3 separate regions of the Mus musculus genome follow, and regions 1 and 2 are each linked to region 3. The links are chromatin contacts, called in public HiChIP or PLAC-seq maps. All regions are on one chromosome and are shown on one strand. The core of a region is the stretch at or near the end of the contact, and the rest is flanking DNA. Distances in the headings are between cores, read along the strand shown. Region 1 overlaps Ap3b1 (adaptor-related protein complex 3, beta 1 subunit). Region 2 overlaps Scamp1 (secretory carrier membrane protein 1). Region 3 holds the start of Ap3b1 (adaptor-related protein complex 3, beta 1 subunit).

Region 1 (2,700 bases), core at 109-2,608, 84 kb after region 3:
GCTTTGTATACATTTAAATGAGACCTGACTTTTGGAGGATTATGAAAGATTAAAACAAACAGACCCTTTTTAATTAATTCTGTATTTGCCAGGTGTAGTGGCTCATACCTTTAATTCCAGTACTTAGGATGTAGAGGCAGGCGGATCTGTGCTGGACTAGAGTTTCAGGCCCATTGAGACTGAGATCCTATCTTAAAACAAGCAAGCAAGCAAAAACTTGTTCTTACATTTCAAAGGTGATTATGGGAATTTGTTTCAGAAAGCTGATGGACCAGTGTTGTGACTGCATTGGAGGCAGAAGCAGGAGCAGACGGCTCTGAGGCTGCAGCCACTAGCAGTCTAGGACATGCATGGTTCAAAAGAGTGTGTGGTATAGGATGCGGTCATTGTGAGCGTGGGCTACTGGAGAAGTCTGGGCATTGAGTCTGGACTTTGGAGTTGTCAGAGTTTCTCTCGTGGCTTTTTACATATTGGCTCTCAGATTTCAGATGTGCTGTTGAAGAAATCTTAAATTATGTTATTTATTTATTTATTTATAGATAATGGGGCAAAAGGAAGGTTGTTTTATTCTTTTGGATTTGAGAGTGCTGTGACTAATATATTCAAAAGATGCCATACCAAGTAAAAGCCGTGACTTGATACACATAGAAAATACAGTTTCTATTCTTGCATATGGGTTTGGATGTCTTGTTTATGGAACAGATGAGAATTTTCAGGTTCTGTTTGAAGGCCGTAAAGCCAACTTCATTATTACTATTTTTATGTATTACAAAGAACAGTACATTTAGGATCCCTAAACTGTTGCTTTTTTTTTAAATTGTGATTTTTAGCTTAGTGATGAATGTCCTTAGCTCAACCACCTTGAGGTGTGGTATGCTATCTAGGCATGCCTGAAACTCTTGCTTACCTCTTTGAACTTGGTGGACTGTGTAGAAGTTAATTTGTATTTGTCTTCTGGGCTGTTTTTGTTGCTATGTCTCTGTTGGCACAAGCTAAATTGGATATTTGGGGGTGAGGAATCTCTGTGTGAACCTAAATGTAGAAGCATGTTTTGAAAAAAAGCACAGACTTGCTTTATTTTGAGAAAAGTTCTGTTACCCTTGCCCTGGCTCTGGCCTATTTTAAGACTGGTTTTAAAGCTGTGCATCTTAAAAAGTCAGAGCCCTGCTAAGGCCTTGTTCTTGCTACACTGTAAATCATTTTCTTTATTTCAGACTGCTTGTTGCTCCCAAACAGTGTCTGTGTAGCTTAGAGCTCATGCCCTTTAGAACTTCTGTGTGTCTGAGCCCCAGCACCCAGATGGACAGCGCACAGTTGCCGGCCCAGGGCTGCTGTCACCGTCCGCAGTTGGTGTAATGGCATTTTCTTTTCTCAGGATATGCTAGTTTCCTGCCACTACAAATTGCCACAGTCTAGGTGGATAAGGAGGATAGGAGTTCCTGGAAGCGGGAAGACTGAAGTCAGGTGTAAATAGGCTGAGTCCCTCTCCACACTCTCCATGTGGATTCAAGAAGCTGTCTCTTTCTTTATCTGAAGGTGCTTGTGCAAGGTCCTTGCATTTCTTGGTTTACAAATGAATCACTCACTTCCTGCTCCCTCCCTACCCTCTCCTTCTCTCTCTCCCCTCCCCCTTCCTTTGTTGGGCACTCACACCCTTCTGCTTCTGCTCAAGGTGATCACCTTCGAACATCCTTAATGACACTAGCTAACTTCTATTCTCTCTCAAACGCAAGCACTTTGTCAAGGTAGGAAGTGCTTTGGAGAAAACAGCTTCACCCCACTACAAAGACTACAGTGTGTTCTCAAAAGAGTGAGCGAGCAAGCGAGCGAGCAAGCGAGCGAGCATGTTTTTGGTCCTGCTACTTAGATGCTCACTGTGCCTCTTGTGACCCTTTTTCCAGGTGGTTATGGCTGTCGCTCAGCTATATTGGCACATCTCACCCAAGTCGGAGGCTGGTGTCATTTCTAAATCACTGGTGCGCTTATTGCGCAGCAATAGGTAGGTCATGGTTTGCCTGTGCTTTTCCCTCTGTGCTCTCAGAAGTGGGGTTGGAACAGTGTAATCCGTCTCCCAGTTGGAGAAATATAGTTGACTATTTCATAAGTAAGATCTCATACTTAATGGGTTATTATAAAATGATCTCAATCTTAATGAAAAAAAGAAGTTTTTAGCTTCGAGTCCAGAGAGGTTAAAGTAGGTTGCGACAGAGCACGCACCTCACTTTTCTGTGTGTGACAGTCAGTCTTGCTGTTGTGACAGTCAGTCTTGCTGTTGTGACAGTCAGTCTTGCTGTTGTGACAGTCAGTCTTGCTGTTGTGACAGTCAGTCTTGCTGTTGTGACAGTCAGTCTTGCTGTTGTGACAGTCAGTCTTGCTGTTGTGACAGTCAGTCTTGCTGTTGTGACAGTCAGTCTTGCTGTTGTGACAGTCAGTCTTGCTGTTTTGAAGTGTTCTGGAATTACTGAAAACCTGACTGATGTGTCCTCAGCCTGTGCTCAGTGTGTTAGAGCTGACCATGGGACAGTGCAGAGGCCACGTAATGTCACCTGTGCAGAGCCCTACTTCATTCAGAGTCGGAGTGTTCAATCATAAGTTTCTTCTGTGCGAGTGTGTGTGCATGTGCGTGTGTGTGCGCGTGCGTGCATGTGTGTGGGTGTGGATGTGTCTCTGGGGAATATGGAGACCAGAGGAGGATGACTG
Region 2 (2,700 bases), core at 81-2,580, 120 kb before region 3:
CTATGACACTTTAAGAAAAGAAAGCCAGGAACAGGAGAGACACTTGGTGGACAGGAGCCCAGTCTAAGCCATCCTGCTACTGTGATAAAACACATAACAAGAGCAACCTGGGGAGGAAAGGGTCTACTCGACATCCAGTGTGTAGTCCATCACCCAGGAAGTCAGGCCAGGGATCGGCAGGAGCGATGCGGAAGACACAGAGGGTGCTGCTTACTTAAACAGCCCGGGGCCACCAGCCCATCAATCACCAAGGAAGACATTTCCTTGGTAAAAGAACCTTAACTTGGTTCCCACCACATGCTGAGCAGCTGATAACCACCCACAACACCAGCTCCAGGGGGACAGCTGCCTTCTTTTCTTCTCTTCTTCTCTTCCAAAGGCACTGCACTCACCTGTAAAAATATGCACACATACACACCACACACACACACACACACAAAATATAACATAGAACACACAATACACACTCACACAACACAACATACACACACACACACAACTTGCAACACACAATATAATACCCAACATGCCCAGTGCAACACACAACACAACACACACAACTCAAAACACAAACAACATACAACACACACAAGAACTCAAAATATACAACAGGACACACACAAGAACACAAAATACAAACATACAACACAACACATACAAGAACACATACAATACACACAACACCTGAAACACTACACACAACACAAAAATCACACAAAACACAGGGCAACACAACCCAATACACACAAAACACACACACAAATCTTTTTTTAAAAATCTAAAGAAAACAAAACTACAGGCCAACTCCTCTAGGGAGAATTTATGCAAAACCCTCACAGGGCACCAGCAGACAAAGTTCAACAACACATGTAAAAATCATACAGGGCAACCATGTGTATTGCCCCTAACCCAGGAAGGCTGCTTCACTACATAAGCAGTCAACATGACACACTGTATCAACAGACTAGAAACTAAAAAGCACATGTTCATCTCAGCTGACATAGAAAAAAATGTTGACAAAAATCTAACATACTTCATGGCAAAAATTCCCCATAGTTTATCCTGAAGGGAATTCCCTCACCACACACACGACTATCTGCAAAGCCTTCACAGCATCCCCAGGAAAAGCTAACAGCCTCTCCATCAAAACCCAGTGCCAGCCAAGGAGGCCTAACTCCTGCTGTTTCTGCTTAGCTTAGTACTAGAGGTATAAGAAAACCACTGGACATGAGAGGGAGTGGATTGCAACAAGTACCTGAATGATCTGTATACAGGATAAGCTTTTCATAGCTTCAGAGGATTCAGCAGTAAATGATTGACTCTTGCTTTGGGCCTGTGGCAAGGCAGTGTATCATGCTGGACCTTGGGGTGGAGCAAAGCCACTCACCTCACCTCTGCCACCACCACAGCAAATAACTTAAATAGCTCCCCTGAAGCCGTACCTTCAGGTGAAATACACCAGACACAGGAAGAAAACCATTGCATGATCTCATTTACATGTGAAAGCTAAAAAGAAGGCTCACAGAGAGGACAAAACGGTGATTACAGAAGATGAGGAGAAACTGGGGCAGGAAAGGGGCAGATGAAGGCCAGAGGATACAAGTTCCTAAGGCAGGCAAGTCTCCTGCTGTGACACGCAGCAGGAAGACAACAGGTGATGTAGTCAAACTGCACAGGAAATACACGCTGAGCTCTCAGTGTGGAGCTGCTACCAAAACATAGCATTTGTATGAACTGACAGTAAGATAGTAATGTAAACTCACTATCTATATATATTTCTTTAAATCATACTATAATACTTAAATACACACATTAAAAAATTAAAATTAAATGTACAGTTACCGTGTGATCTAGCAATCACAACCCCTGATACTTACCCAAATGAGCTGAAAACTTATGCTCACAGTAAACCTACAGATATATTTTTAGCATCTTTATTCATCGCAGTAGGGCACTAGAAGCAAGCACACTTCCTTCAGTTGGTGAAAGGATCCATAAACAGAGTAGACCCAAGGTAGAATACTATGCAGTACTAAAGAGAAACGAGCCATCAAGCTGTGAAAGGGCACACATACGCGAATGCACACACACACACACACACACAAGCAGGTAAAACAGCCATCTGAAAGGCTGCATCTTACATAGTGCAATGGTAAGATGACTGGTGGGAAAGGTGAAGCTACAGAAATGCAACCGAACAAAAGCAGAGAACCCAAACACCAGTGGCTGCTGCTGAGACTGTAACCAGGAGGGCAAGGCTGGGGTCTCCTTAAGCTGTCAATGACACTGATGGGTCCAGGTCAGCCCACACTTACTCAACCCACAGCAGGAACATACCCAGGCTGAGTTACTGTGTGTCCGTACAGGCTCATTAACTGTAACAAATTGTGTCAATCTAGAGGTAAAGTGATTCAGTAGACTGGGAGGCTGGGGGTGAGGGGCAGGAGCAGTGGGAATCTGCACCTTCCTCTGGGAAGAGAACACTGTTCTACAAAAACAAAGCCTCTTAAAAAAGGGGTCCACGAGAAGCTCAGCAGGGCAGAGGAGAACAGTTCAGTTCCCATCACTCATGGCTCCACGGACCTGGCCTTCATAGGCACCCAAGACACACACACACACACACACAGAGACAGACACACACACACACACACACACAGAGACACACACACACACACACACAGAGACACACACACACACAAA
Region 3 (2,700 bases), core at 69-2,568:
CATACGTAAATGGTAGGAGAGCAATTTAGAATATCTAGTAAAAGCGTTTACATTCCAAAATAAAAACAATTATATACTCAGGTATATTTTGTACTGAGGATGTGTTCACATTGTCATTACTTGACAAAATAAGCAAAGCCTAGTGTCTTCCCGTAGTAAATGAATTTATCCATGCACACCACTTAGTATAGTGTCTGGGGTATAAGCTAAGCATCATATAACACCTTGTTATGTATCATCACCATCGATCAGTCAGTCGTAGGAGAGATTCTACAAATCTATCAATATCATCAACACTGGGAAGAAACATATTTGCGATGCTCGAACACTGTCTGGATAGGTGTATTGAAAAGCTAATTAACCGCCAACGTTTGGTCAGTTTGGAGGCTGATTGCTCCTCTCTCTCCTAGCACTAAGGAGGAGCGTGTTTTCCGAGAGACAACGCAATCTTTCAGTCAAGTCGAGAAATCTTGGTGGGACCTTGGTGTTTGCCTGGTGCTACCCTTGGGTTTTGGTGATTTGCTGCAGGGCTGCAGGTATTCAGTCCTTTCTGGACCGCATGTGTAGGGAAAGAGGAACGAAGGAACGGTAGTCACCAGGGAGGCTGGTGAGGGTCCTCTTGGAAAGCTGCCCGGGACAGAAGGGTTGCAGTTCTGCAGCCAGAAACCATCCCATCTTGCTGCTTAGGTGTTGTTGGAAAGCCACTTGCCCAAGAGTGGAAGCAGGCGGCGCTCGGAGGAGAGCGCACTCCAGCTTCTGGCCCAGGCTTAGCTCGCGGCAGCTGACTGCGGGCAGGACGCAAGCCTCGAACTTCAAGTAAGAACCTCGGGCCCCAGGAAAAACTTAGGCAAAGCTTGCAGGCGGATGATCGCCTCCGCGCAGATCCTGAAAGCCTCCTCCGAAGGAGGAGCTTTCACGTCTAGAACGTCAGGCCACTCTGGCTGTGAGAGGGGCGGAAGCCAGCCTCGAGGGCTGAGAGCTTGTGGCCGCTGAAGCCAAGTTCTTCCGACCTGTGCACCGCGTTTCAGGAGCCATCGGGGAGCGATCAGTGGACAGCAGAAGAGAAGCAACGAACCCTGGAGGATCTGAGATCTCCTCCACCAAAACGCATCCAAGGGCCTCATATCCAGTTCTTTACGTGCCCACGACTCTCCGGCTGACCCGGTGCAAAACCCCAGCTTCCTGTTAAGGGTCCCGAGTGTAGCTTCCCGGCAGCCCCTAACACCCGGAGCGCGACAATCTAGCGCACCGGGAGCGGCAGGCGCGGGCCCGCACGGACACAGTGCGCACGCGCAGGGGGTGGGCCGCCCGGTCAGCCGGAGCAGTGACGAGCCCGGAAGCGCCGGCGCGCGCCCCCTCCGCCCCAGAACTAGTTTGGTTCGGTGTCCTCCGAACGCCAGCCATCCGTAGAGGACCCCGCACGCTCTCTCCCGCACCCGCCTGCTGGCCAGCACCGCCCGCGATGTCTAGCAACAGTTTCGCCTACAACGAGCAGTCGGGAGGAGGGGAGGCGGCGGAGCTCGGGCAGGAGGCCACCTCGACCATCTCTCCCTCGGGCGCCTTCGGCCTCTTCAGCAGCGATTGGAAGAAGTGAGGACCGGGGTTCGGGGTGCGGGAGCGCTGCCGGGACGCGAGGCGGCCGCCCGGGCTGCTCTCGGTTCCTGGGGAACCTCCCTGCCGCCCCCGCTGCGGTGGGTCGGTGGGTGGGTGGGTGGGGGTGGCCCCGCCGGGTGCGGGGCTTGTTGGGGACGTCTGGGGACGCCCAAGGCGGCGCCTGTGGTCTTCAAACTTTGGTGTGTGTGGGGGGGAAAAAGCAAACCAGTTGGTGAGCCGAGGTTCCACTTCCCAAACCGTTGACTGAGTTGATCTGGGCTGCGCACAGGAGTTTGAATTTTGAACTTCTAGTGAATTTGAGGTCTACAGGATCAGACCTCGAGAAAGTCATTTATTTAAAGGTGACGAGGGTATTTGGGGAAGGGAGTGGGGAGTGGGCCTGCTGCTTATTGGGACCCTATAATGTAGGGACTAAGCGGTGGTTTGGGGGTTTTGTATAAATGACAAACTTATTTTTTCTACCACCTTTGGCGTTTTTCATGTGATGATCTTTGCACCAGGGTACTTCCCCGCCCCCACTGAAGCACTGAGATAATATTTAAATAGAGTGTTGTTGTGAACCAAACCCAGTTCTAGTTCTTTACAAATAGTATGAATTTTAAAAATAAGCACCAACCGTGTATACTGATTTTTGTAAAAAGTTACTTATGGTTCGCGTCAAATACCGCCAAGAATTGAAAACATCCTTAGCGGGTTCTGTTTTAGTTTGGGTTTTACATTTTGGCGTGTTGATGGGCTGTGGATAAATGTACAGAATTATGACAACTTAGATTATTTGTCGTTCCCCTCCCTTTTCTTTCTGACAGGGTCTCACTGTGTAACCTTGGCTGGCCTGGAACTCACTAGGTAGAGCAGGCTAGCCTGAAACTCAGAGAAATCCTCCTGCCTCTGCTACTCCAGTGCACACACCACCATGCCATTACACATTCTTTTTAAATTTTTGTTCTCTTATTGTTACGCAGTATAGTAAAACATAATAGACTATCACTAGATTCTACCCACTTAAGGTAAGGAAACTTGGTTGATAGTTTTATGGATATTAAGAGGTGTAACTAAAATAATAATTGGTGGGGAAGGTGGTTAGAG

Evidence for each region. HiChIP or PLAC-seq counts read pairs in DNA pulled down with a chosen protein or histone mark.
Region 1: a contact with region 3 is called in an H3K27ac HiChIP or PLAC-seq map of embryonic stem cells, with 21 read pairs. The contact joins the enhancer-like site here to the promoter of Ap3b1 in region 3. A contact is called at or near these places in 2 of 39 promoter capture datasets (hippocampal neurons and liver), 4 of 484 Hi-C or Micro-C datasets (the HL-1 cell line, cerebral cortex, nephron progenitors and 1 more), 6 of 115 datasets of contacts at active chromatin or transcription factors (bone marrow-derived dendritic cells, bone marrow-derived macrophages, embryonic fibroblasts and 2 more) and 2 of 9 other capture datasets (embryonic stem cells and liver).
Region 2: an H3K27ac HiChIP or PLAC-seq map of embryonic stem cells shows a contact between it and region 3, with 7 read pairs. The contact joins the enhancer-like site here to the promoter of Ap3b1 in region 3. A contact is called at or near these places in 2 of 39 promoter capture datasets (the HPC-7 cell line and macrophages), 9 of 484 Hi-C or Micro-C datasets (bone marrow-derived macrophages, epidermal suprabasal cells, erythroblasts and 2 more), 7 of 115 datasets of contacts at active chromatin or transcription factors (the HPC-7 cell line, acute myeloid leukemia, bone marrow-derived macrophages and 2 more) and 4 of 9 other capture datasets (adipose tissue, liver, macrophages and 1 more).

Annotation. Positions count from the first base shown.
Region 1 is chr13:94,442,018-94,444,717 of GRCm38.p6, forward strand. Ap3b1 (adaptor-related protein complex 3, beta 1 subunit) reads left to right here. Exons shown (of 27, transcript NM_009680.3): 9 at 1,902-1,999. Among named protein-coding and RNA genes, the nearest start is that of Ap3b1, 84 kb to the left of the region's middle. Within about 2 kb of position 1,359, at least 19 of the 459 cell types and tissues checked have an H3K27ac peak or open chromatin away from gene starts, as enhancers often do. A contact at or near this core is called in embryonic stem cells, where this site is marked.
Region 2 is chr13:94,240,776-94,243,475 of GRCm38.p6, forward strand. All of the region lies in intron 2 of Scamp1 (secretory carrier membrane protein 1), which reads right to left. Among named protein-coding and RNA genes, the nearest start is that of Scamp1, 43 kb to the right of the region's middle. Within about 2 kb of position 1,331, at least 21 of the 459 cell types and tissues checked have an H3K27ac peak or open chromatin away from gene starts, as enhancers often do. A contact at or near this core is called in embryonic stem cells and trophoblast stem cells, where this site is marked.
Region 3 is chr13:94,357,642-94,360,341 of GRCm38.p6, forward strand. Ap3b1 (adaptor-related protein complex 3, beta 1 subunit) reads left to right here and starts at 1,319. Exons shown (of 27, transcript NM_009680.3): 1 at 1,319-1,590. The coding sequence starts at 1,463. Gm9776 (predicted gene 9776) reads right to left here and starts at 1,282. Exons shown (of 1, transcript NR_045619.1): 1 at 1-1,282.